2 separate regions of the Gossypium hirsutum genome follow, and region 1 is linked to region 2. Evidence: chromatin contacts called from public Hi-C data. All regions are on one chromosome and are shown on one strand. The core of a region is the stretch at or near the end of the contact, and the rest is flanking DNA. Distances in the headings are between cores, read along the strand shown.

Region 1 (3,900 bases), core at 525-3,024, 220 kb before region 2:
ATATGACATGGTGAACCAAGAAACTAATTGACAGAACAGCATGAGGTAGCAGAGTGACAAGATATAATAGTGATGGTACAGAGGACCCGACTTAGTGATGATGGCAGGCAAGAAATCAAGAATACATGAAAAAAAAAATAAAAAAACCAAAAAAAATGAAAAACAAGGCAATTTTAACCTGATTTTCACCTCTGATACCATGTTGTTGCATAGTGTGTTGTCTCACTAAATAAAGTTACAATCTCTAGTTTATATAAAACTATTACTGGTGGAAATCAAATTAATTAACTACTTTAAAGCTAACTAATCACCGGTGCTAATTGCTTATATTTACAATTAACAACTTCTACAAAAGTCACAAAATTAAAAAAAAAATTAAAATAAAAAGACTAAATATCTAATTTATGCATAATATATAAAATAATAATAAGATTTAACTTCTTTTTTTTTTTTGCTAGAGCTCAAGGATAATTTTGTCTTCTTATTAACTTATATAAACTAAATGAGTTGATATCTATTTTGCCCCTTAAACTTGTTCATTTGTACCTAGTTGATCTTTTTTCTTTAGATTTTGTTGGTAGTTAAATTTGTATTTTGTCAACCAAATTGATACGATTTGTGTTTACATAGCACTGCTAACAAATTCAATGGTGTTTTACTATGTCATACAACAAACATAGATTAAAAAATAAAAAAATATTTAAAAATATAAATTAATAAAAAAACTATGTTTTTCACATTTGTTCAAATTTATTCTAATTTTTTAGAATTAAAAAAACCCTTTACATATTTTAAAATTCTATATATTTTTATTTTAAAATAATAGTATAAATAACTTAATATTTTATAAAAATAAAAAATATTTAAAATTACTAAAAACACATTTGAAATGAATTTGGGCATGGTTGTCTAAGTTCATTCTTGATGTGAAAAATTATATATATATTTTATTAATTTATATTTTTAATTTTTTTATTTGTATTTGTCACATGACATACTAGGAATCTACAACATGGCACCATTGAATTGGCTAACAGTGTCATGTTAGTACAAACTAACAATGTTAATATAGAGTACTGGCCTAATTCACTGAATACAAGTTCAAGTACCAACTAGTATCACGAGGCTATAATTTTAGTCCGCAATTCATGTGACCTTAGGCGACTTTTTGAATTTAAATCCGCCTAAATTAGCCTGACTCTGAAAGAACAATGAAAGAACAAAAAATACCACAAGAAAGCAACACACACTATGTGTTTGAGTAAATGCTCTCAAAGTATCTTTATTACTTTGAAGGTTAGAGAAAACCTCTATTTATAGTTAAGTTGCTCCAGTTCCAATGGTATAGATTAAATTACATAAATAGCTAAGATTAGTGCCTATCTATAAGATGAGAGTATTAAGAGATTTAAACTCTATACATTTTTATCCCTTAGGATTTATAATAATTACCTTGGTAAGATGTTTCACTCAAGGTTTTAAATAGATAAACTTTTCCATATGTTTCACGAATCGAGCCCATTTAAATTGATCGAATGAGCCTAATTTAATCGATTGACTTTCATTAGACTTTTTTATAAATTTGTCAAGTATTTTAATCCGCACTACATGACACTAAGTCCAAAATAATTAAAGACTTACTAGATAAAAATGTTTAAGTTAAAGGGACAAAGTAAATATTAAACCAAACGAAAAAAATAAATAAAAGAAAAAAAACATAAACGACAAAAAAGTGGCTATTTAGTTTTCCAACGTGAAATTGTTTGGTAATCTCAAAAAAATTCATTGAGTTATTCAAAGGAGTATGGGTACTTGAAATATCAAACGTCCGATTATCTAAAGATTCACAAATCACAACTTGATGATACCATCGGACGTACAGAATCTGCTTCAGACAAAGATCCCAAAGTACCCACCATCAAAACTTCCTCTTTCAACTTGGTTTCTTCTTATTTTTCCTTTAACTCTCATAATTAAAAAAAATAAATATCAAATCTCTTCTCAGTCCTCAATTCTTCTGTGCATTAACTGTACGCTTCTGTTCTTCTTTTGCAGTGCCTGTCTCTGTCTCTGTCTGAACGACACTTCTAACAGACCATCACTCCTCTCTTATCCCTTTCCTCACCATTTTTCTTAGGTTTTATTTATTGAGCCATGAATGTTCTCTAAATCTTCCCTTCTTCTTCACCTTTGTTTTGGGTGTTTCCATTTTATAAGTTTTCTTTCTTATTGAAACGTTTATCGAATTAAAGGGTGAGATATTAAAATGGAAACTTATTTAAATCCCCATTTTTTATCTTAGTTTTGTTAAAACCCCATCCAAAGCTTGAAATTTTGAGCCTACCAAGCGTTTACATCTTCAAACTATTGAGACATTATAAGCGAATTTAACTCCAAAGTTGTCAAGTTTTGAGCTTCTGGGTCTTTTCTAGAGATGTCCCACATCGATTTAGAGCAAGGAACTCACCGCCGCGACGGGAGTGACATCAGCTCCGGGGAGGCTAGCGTCTGCTTCTCGGAAGCCGACGAGGGTTCATGCTACTCTCAGTTTTATTCAACTGCAGGTGGTTCTTATGACGATTACAGCTTCGCCGAGGGAGAGATTGACGGCGGCGCTTCGGATTCCAGGAGGGTGTCGGATTGTTCAGTGGAGGCGGAGACTGAGGGAGGAGTTGCTGAAATCAAGGTGCATTTGGCCAAAGTGGAGAAAGTTTGTAGAATTTGTCATTTGGGTTTGGAAAGTAACAGCCATGAATCCGGGGTTTCTATTGAATTGGGTTGTTCTTGTAAAGATGATCTTGCTGCTGCTCATAAACTTTGCGCTGAGGCATGGTTCAAGATCAGAGGAAATAAGTAAGTGAAAACATTTCTATTGACTTGGAATTTACTCTTTCTTAATAACATTAACTACCCACTCAAGGGAACGAAGAGTTAAAATTTTTGGTTATTTTGATAAGGTGAAAAATGCATTTGATTTGCTTAATGGAGAAGAAATTAAAGTAATGCTTAAAGCTTTAAAAACTCTCCTACGATATGTTTTAAGACTAAACCGACAAATTGTTTGCTGCTAAGTGCTTTGTTTTTTTGTGATTTAGGAATCTCCTATCATTGTATGAAAGTGAAGATTTGACCTTTTTTGATGCATTCCCTTTGATTAATGATCATTGCTTGGTGGTATGCCACTTTGGAAGTTTTTTAACTAATGGTTCCCTATTATTGACATTATATGAGTGGTGCAAGTAGCTCTCTATTCTAGCCATTGGCATGTTCTGCACTTCATGCATGTCCGGATTTATGTAATGTTTTGTCGAAACAACTATTGATGCAATAACTATGCATAAAACTGTTATCATGGCAGATGAACATGGCTTCATTATATATATAATTGATGATATTGATAATTCAAGTCTGCTTAATTGTTTCAGGACTTGCGAGATTTGTCATTCTATTGCACGCAATGTAGTTGGAGTGAACGAGGGTACCGATCAATCGAACGACACCAACAGTTCCACGACAACAGCTACAGTCCCAGGACCAGCAGCTCATACAGACACTCCAAGTTTCTGGCATGGCCACCGCATCCTCAATTTTCTCCTTGCTTGCATGGTATTTGCATTTGTGATATCATGGCTCTTTCACTTCAATATGCCATCATCCTAAAATTCGGTACCACATGTTCTTGAACAAAATCGAACGAATGAAACGGAGATGAATAATAATATAGTCTTAGAGAGTTCAATATACCCAATATATTAAAAATAAAAATTTGAAAACCTGTACAACTATTCGGTTTTTTTTTTTTTTTTTTTGCTTCTATTGACTTCCAAATTGGTATTATCTTTGTTGGAACGTTTCGTGGGCGTCACTTTCCACCCTTAAGCTTAAACAAGCAAAAGGAGA
Region 2 (4,352 bases), core at 885-3,384:
AAGGCTCTACAGTAACCGGTGAAATCAAACGTCCCTCGTCCGTTACGGAGTTGAAGTCAACTCATTTGGAGCAGAGGCAACTTGGTCATAGGAGGGAAAAATGTATGACCGTTTCTTTGAAGAGAGGTTTTCTTTTGGATGCAGGTTTTGAAAAGTTAGGGTACTGTGTTCGTAAAAATCAGACCCGGGTTAGTTTTGATTTGGTAGTGTAAAAGTCGAAGACTAGACGTCTTCCAGTTTCTAAGCACAGATTTCACTCAATTAATTCTCTGCATAGTTCAAGGTTCAAGATAGGCCCGTGGCGGGCTTTGGCAAAGATGGCGTTGTGGAAATATGAGTCAAGATGGAGATTTGTTAAGTATGACTCCTATTTCAGTCAAATTTGAGAAATAATCTTCCAATTAAACTATATTTATTTGTTTTAATCAAACTCTGATTAGTTTAGATTATTTTATTATTATTTGACCTATGAATTTAGCCTATAAATAAGTTTTTTTACAACCTTAAAAAATTCACCCATTAGAGATTAGAACTCATAACACTTTTAGAGAAATTTGTGTTTACGTTTTTCGGGTTTTCGGGGTTTAGTTTTTATCTCCATCTTTTGTACTCTTCGTTCTTTTTCCATTATAGTAAAACTATTTTTGCCCGTGATTTTTTTGTCCTTTTTGGAGGGGTTTTTCCACTTTAAATTTGTATGTTCAATTTCTCAATTTCTTCCGCTATTTTTACTTGTTCGTTGTTTAATCGGGTCGATCCCCAACATTAGGCAATGTGTATTTAAATACACTTAAATTTACATTCTCTCTGTTATTGCATCACATTTAAATAATAGGTAGAAGATATTAAGATGAGCAAGATATTGTCACTAGACCTTACCTAAGTCCTAACCATCCATTAACCGCCCTATTAAGAGCTTATCTTTTTGTTTTGTCCTGTTGGACCAAGCCCCTCGACTTGGGTCTTATTCATCACTCACAACTTTAAAAGGAAAACTAACACAACTACTATCATTCAACTTTTTATATAAAGAAAAAAAATAAAATGGAGAAACCAATAGAATAACACAATGTAAAGAGAAATCTGAACCGGTTAGGGTCCCCTCCCGTTATGATTTGAGAGAGAGAACTAAAGTGTTATGTTATCCAATGTTTTGGATAAAATTTTCAAATCGATATTAGATAGATTGATTATTTCATTTGGACTTTGGAGTTCAATTAACAATGATGAAATTTGGTTTCTCAACTTGAATGATGATGAGTGATAAAGAGAATGATTCTTATGTCATGCCATCACAGGGTGGAGAAAAACACTTTGATAATATAACAATCTATTTTGAGAGGAGGTTGGGTCATATCTATACTCTCTATATCACTTCTAAAAAGTATTATGAATTAGAAATTTGATTATATTTTGTTTCATTTATTCGAAAAATAAGTAAATTAGTATCTATATATTAGATCAAAGAGTAAATTAATTATTTGTATTAAAAATTTCATCCGATTTTGCTGTTAAAATTTAGTGTGGTTGATAGAATAACCAGAAGTGACACGTTGCATGCCACATATACCTCATACTGACATACAAAGACCAATTTTTATAAGCAAAAATGAATGAAATTTTTAATTGAAGGACCAAATTACTCTTTGATCTAATGTAGAAGAACTAATTTACTCATTTTTTTAATAAAATGATCAAAATATAATCTAATTTTTAATATAAATTTTTTTATAATACTTATATTTAAGTATGACTAAAATTGAGTAGAACAATTTTATAATCTAAAACTAATAAATAGAAAGAAATATTTTAGGAAATGGAAAGTGGAGAAAAGAAACCATGACTTGAAGATAAACATGAGGTAGGAAAAGCAATGTTTGACAAATTCAAAATCGGTGTGGGTTATGATAAGATTATGAAGTTATGATTACTAATAAATGTGTTTTGTAAGGGGAAATGATGTGGGTGAGATGAAAGTGAAACACTTATGCAAAAGTATGGCATTGGAAATGATAGAAGAGTAGCACAATTAAAAAACAAGCAGCTAAAAACTCCAAAGCTTAATCAGCAGATAAGATCAATAGACCCAAAACAAAAGTTGAACACGTTAAGAGCATGAAAGCGATGTACAAAGTGCCCATGTCGACGAGGGTTTTAAACCTGACTTGCATGTGCCGCCCATGCTTGCACTAGACAACCTTATTTTAGGCCTAATTTTCTTGGGGTCGAACGTAGCAAAATATTATGGGTTAGTTTAATAATGTTTTTGAAAAGTGCTTTTAAAAAATATTTTTAAGAAGTATTTTTAAAAATGTTAGTTCAAGATTTAAGTGTTTAGTATTCTTCTCAAAAAGTGATTTTAAAAAATAAAATGTTCATATTAAACATGATATTATCAAGTAACAAATATGTATTTAAATAATATTAAAATTAATTAATATTATTATATTTTAGTAAGAATATAAATTTTTTTTATAAATTGTTGTTAATATTTTAATATATGAAATAAAAATTTTAAATATTTTTAAGCAATAAATATTAATTATTTATAAAATTTAATTAGAATATATAAACTATATTTTAAATATTTAAATATAACCATTAAATATTTGTAATTAGATATTAACATATTTGTATTATTTTAAAAAATATTTTTTTATTTTTAATTAATGATTTGAACACATTTGTAATTAAACACCGAGGGAAAAAAGAAAGAATGTAAAGTATTATATTGTTGGAGGGATGAAAAAGTAATTAAATACTAAAAATACTTTTAGAAGAGGAAAAGCTAAAAGCTTTAGCTTATCCTTTTTAAAGGTGTTTTTGAAAAACAAAAAATTTCAACTTTTCTTCAAAAAGTAAATTTTTTTAATCACTACTAAACAAACCCTATATCATATTAAAAATATCTTCTTTGGATTGCACGATTTTCTTGCTAGGAGGGGTAATGTTCCTGCATTATTTTGTAACTTCAAATTTAAGGATTCTAACTATATATTTGGTTTATTGTAATAGAATAACTATTAAGTGGAAATGGACACGATATTCAGTTAATTTAATGTAATAGATAAAGAATAATAAATTATTGTTCGATAGATAAGAATGATGTTTTGGAATAGTTTAGTAATGGATGTAAAATACCTTCTTCTTTTTTTAAATTTAAAATAAAACAAATAGCAATAATCTATATAATATTTTAAAAACTAATAAAATATTTTTTAAAAATATTATTTTAAAAAATAAATTTAATAATATATATTATTTTTAAAATAATTTTTTTAAAAATATATTTACAAAAAATTAATATATAATTTTAATATGTACGTATCTTTTTTTTTTTTGAAGATTATCGGGCTGGACATTTTATTAACTTATAAAACAAAACAAAAACAAAATTGGCCCATAGATAACAGTTTGGTCCAAACCATGAAAATCGAGAACAAAAAAATGTAAAAAAAAAAAGAAACTAAAATAAAATCTTTAAAAAAATATTAAGCTACGTTTGTTTGCCAGTAAATTATTTTTCGGAAAATAATTTCTGAAAAATGATTTACTTTTCTGAAAATGATTTATTTTTCTGGTGTTTGGATGAATCTGTATAAAATATTTTCTGCTGTTTGGCAGATTTCCTGAAAATATTTTATAAAAGCTGCTTTAAATGACTAATTTGAGAACAGCAGGTGCATCAACTGTGACCACCACCTTCACCGATGGTTGATCGGACCACTTCGTAATTTCAGCAAACCTGCTCAAATGCATCCCACTCAATAATGAACAATCATACATCAATACAGAATTTGAAGGGGACAACTGCATATCTACACATTATATCTACTTTATCTCCAATACAAGACAAGCACAACATCACTGCATAGAAAAAGCTTTCATATACAATTTGATTTCCATTGAACCTATTATCAAATTTCAGCAAAATATATTCAAATTAGGGATAGTAAATGTCAAAAATTTAGAAATGAAATTATTTTTCATCAATTACATAAATAAAAGTATATTATGATTTTAGATACCTTCTAATAGCTAGTATTAATTTTTAACCAGTCACATGATTTATTTTCAGAAACATGAGTAAATGGCAAGCAGGATGTGAAGCATTGCCTGTGCACTCTCAAGCCAGACCTTGCTTTATATTTCGATTATCTTTGCTTTTGAATCCTCTTGTCTCGTATTGGCAGTTCAATAGGCTACGCACTCTCGTATAGCCAGACCCTGCGCACTCTTGTATTGGCACTCTCTCGTAGTCTGTCCCAACTATCAATTATGAATCCAACCAAAAGGAAAGTTGATTCAAGTGAAGTAATTCCTACATTGTAGGGATAAAGACAGCTCTCAGG

The links. A called contact is a pair of places that touch in the nucleus more often than the background predicts.
Region 1: a contact with region 2 is called in a Hi-C map of leaf, with 2.2 times the contacts expected there. The contact joins the promoter of LOC107948846 here to the enhancer-like site in region 2. A contact is called at or near these places in 2 of 34 Hi-C or Micro-C datasets (both in leaf).

Annotation. Positions count from the first base shown.
Region 1 is chrA04:75,034,983-75,038,882 of Gossypium_hirsutum_v2.1, reverse strand. It overlaps LOC107948846, which reads left to right and starts at 1,774. Exons shown (of 2, transcript XM_016883495.2): 1 at 1,774-2,853; 2 at 3,426-3,900. The coding sequence starts at 2,435. The coding sequence ends at 3,660.
Region 2 is chrA04:74,817,388-74,821,739 of Gossypium_hirsutum_v2.1, reverse strand. It overlaps LOC107948836 (a long non-coding RNA gene), which reads right to left. Exons shown (of 2, transcript XR_005925677.1): 2 at 3,915-4,352. Among protein-coding and RNA genes, the nearest start is that of LOC107948836, 4.0 kb to the right of the region's middle. Within about 2 kb of position 2,134, at least 2 of the 9 cell types and tissues checked have an H3K27ac peak or open chromatin away from gene starts, as enhancers often do. A contact at or near this core is called in leaf, where this site is marked.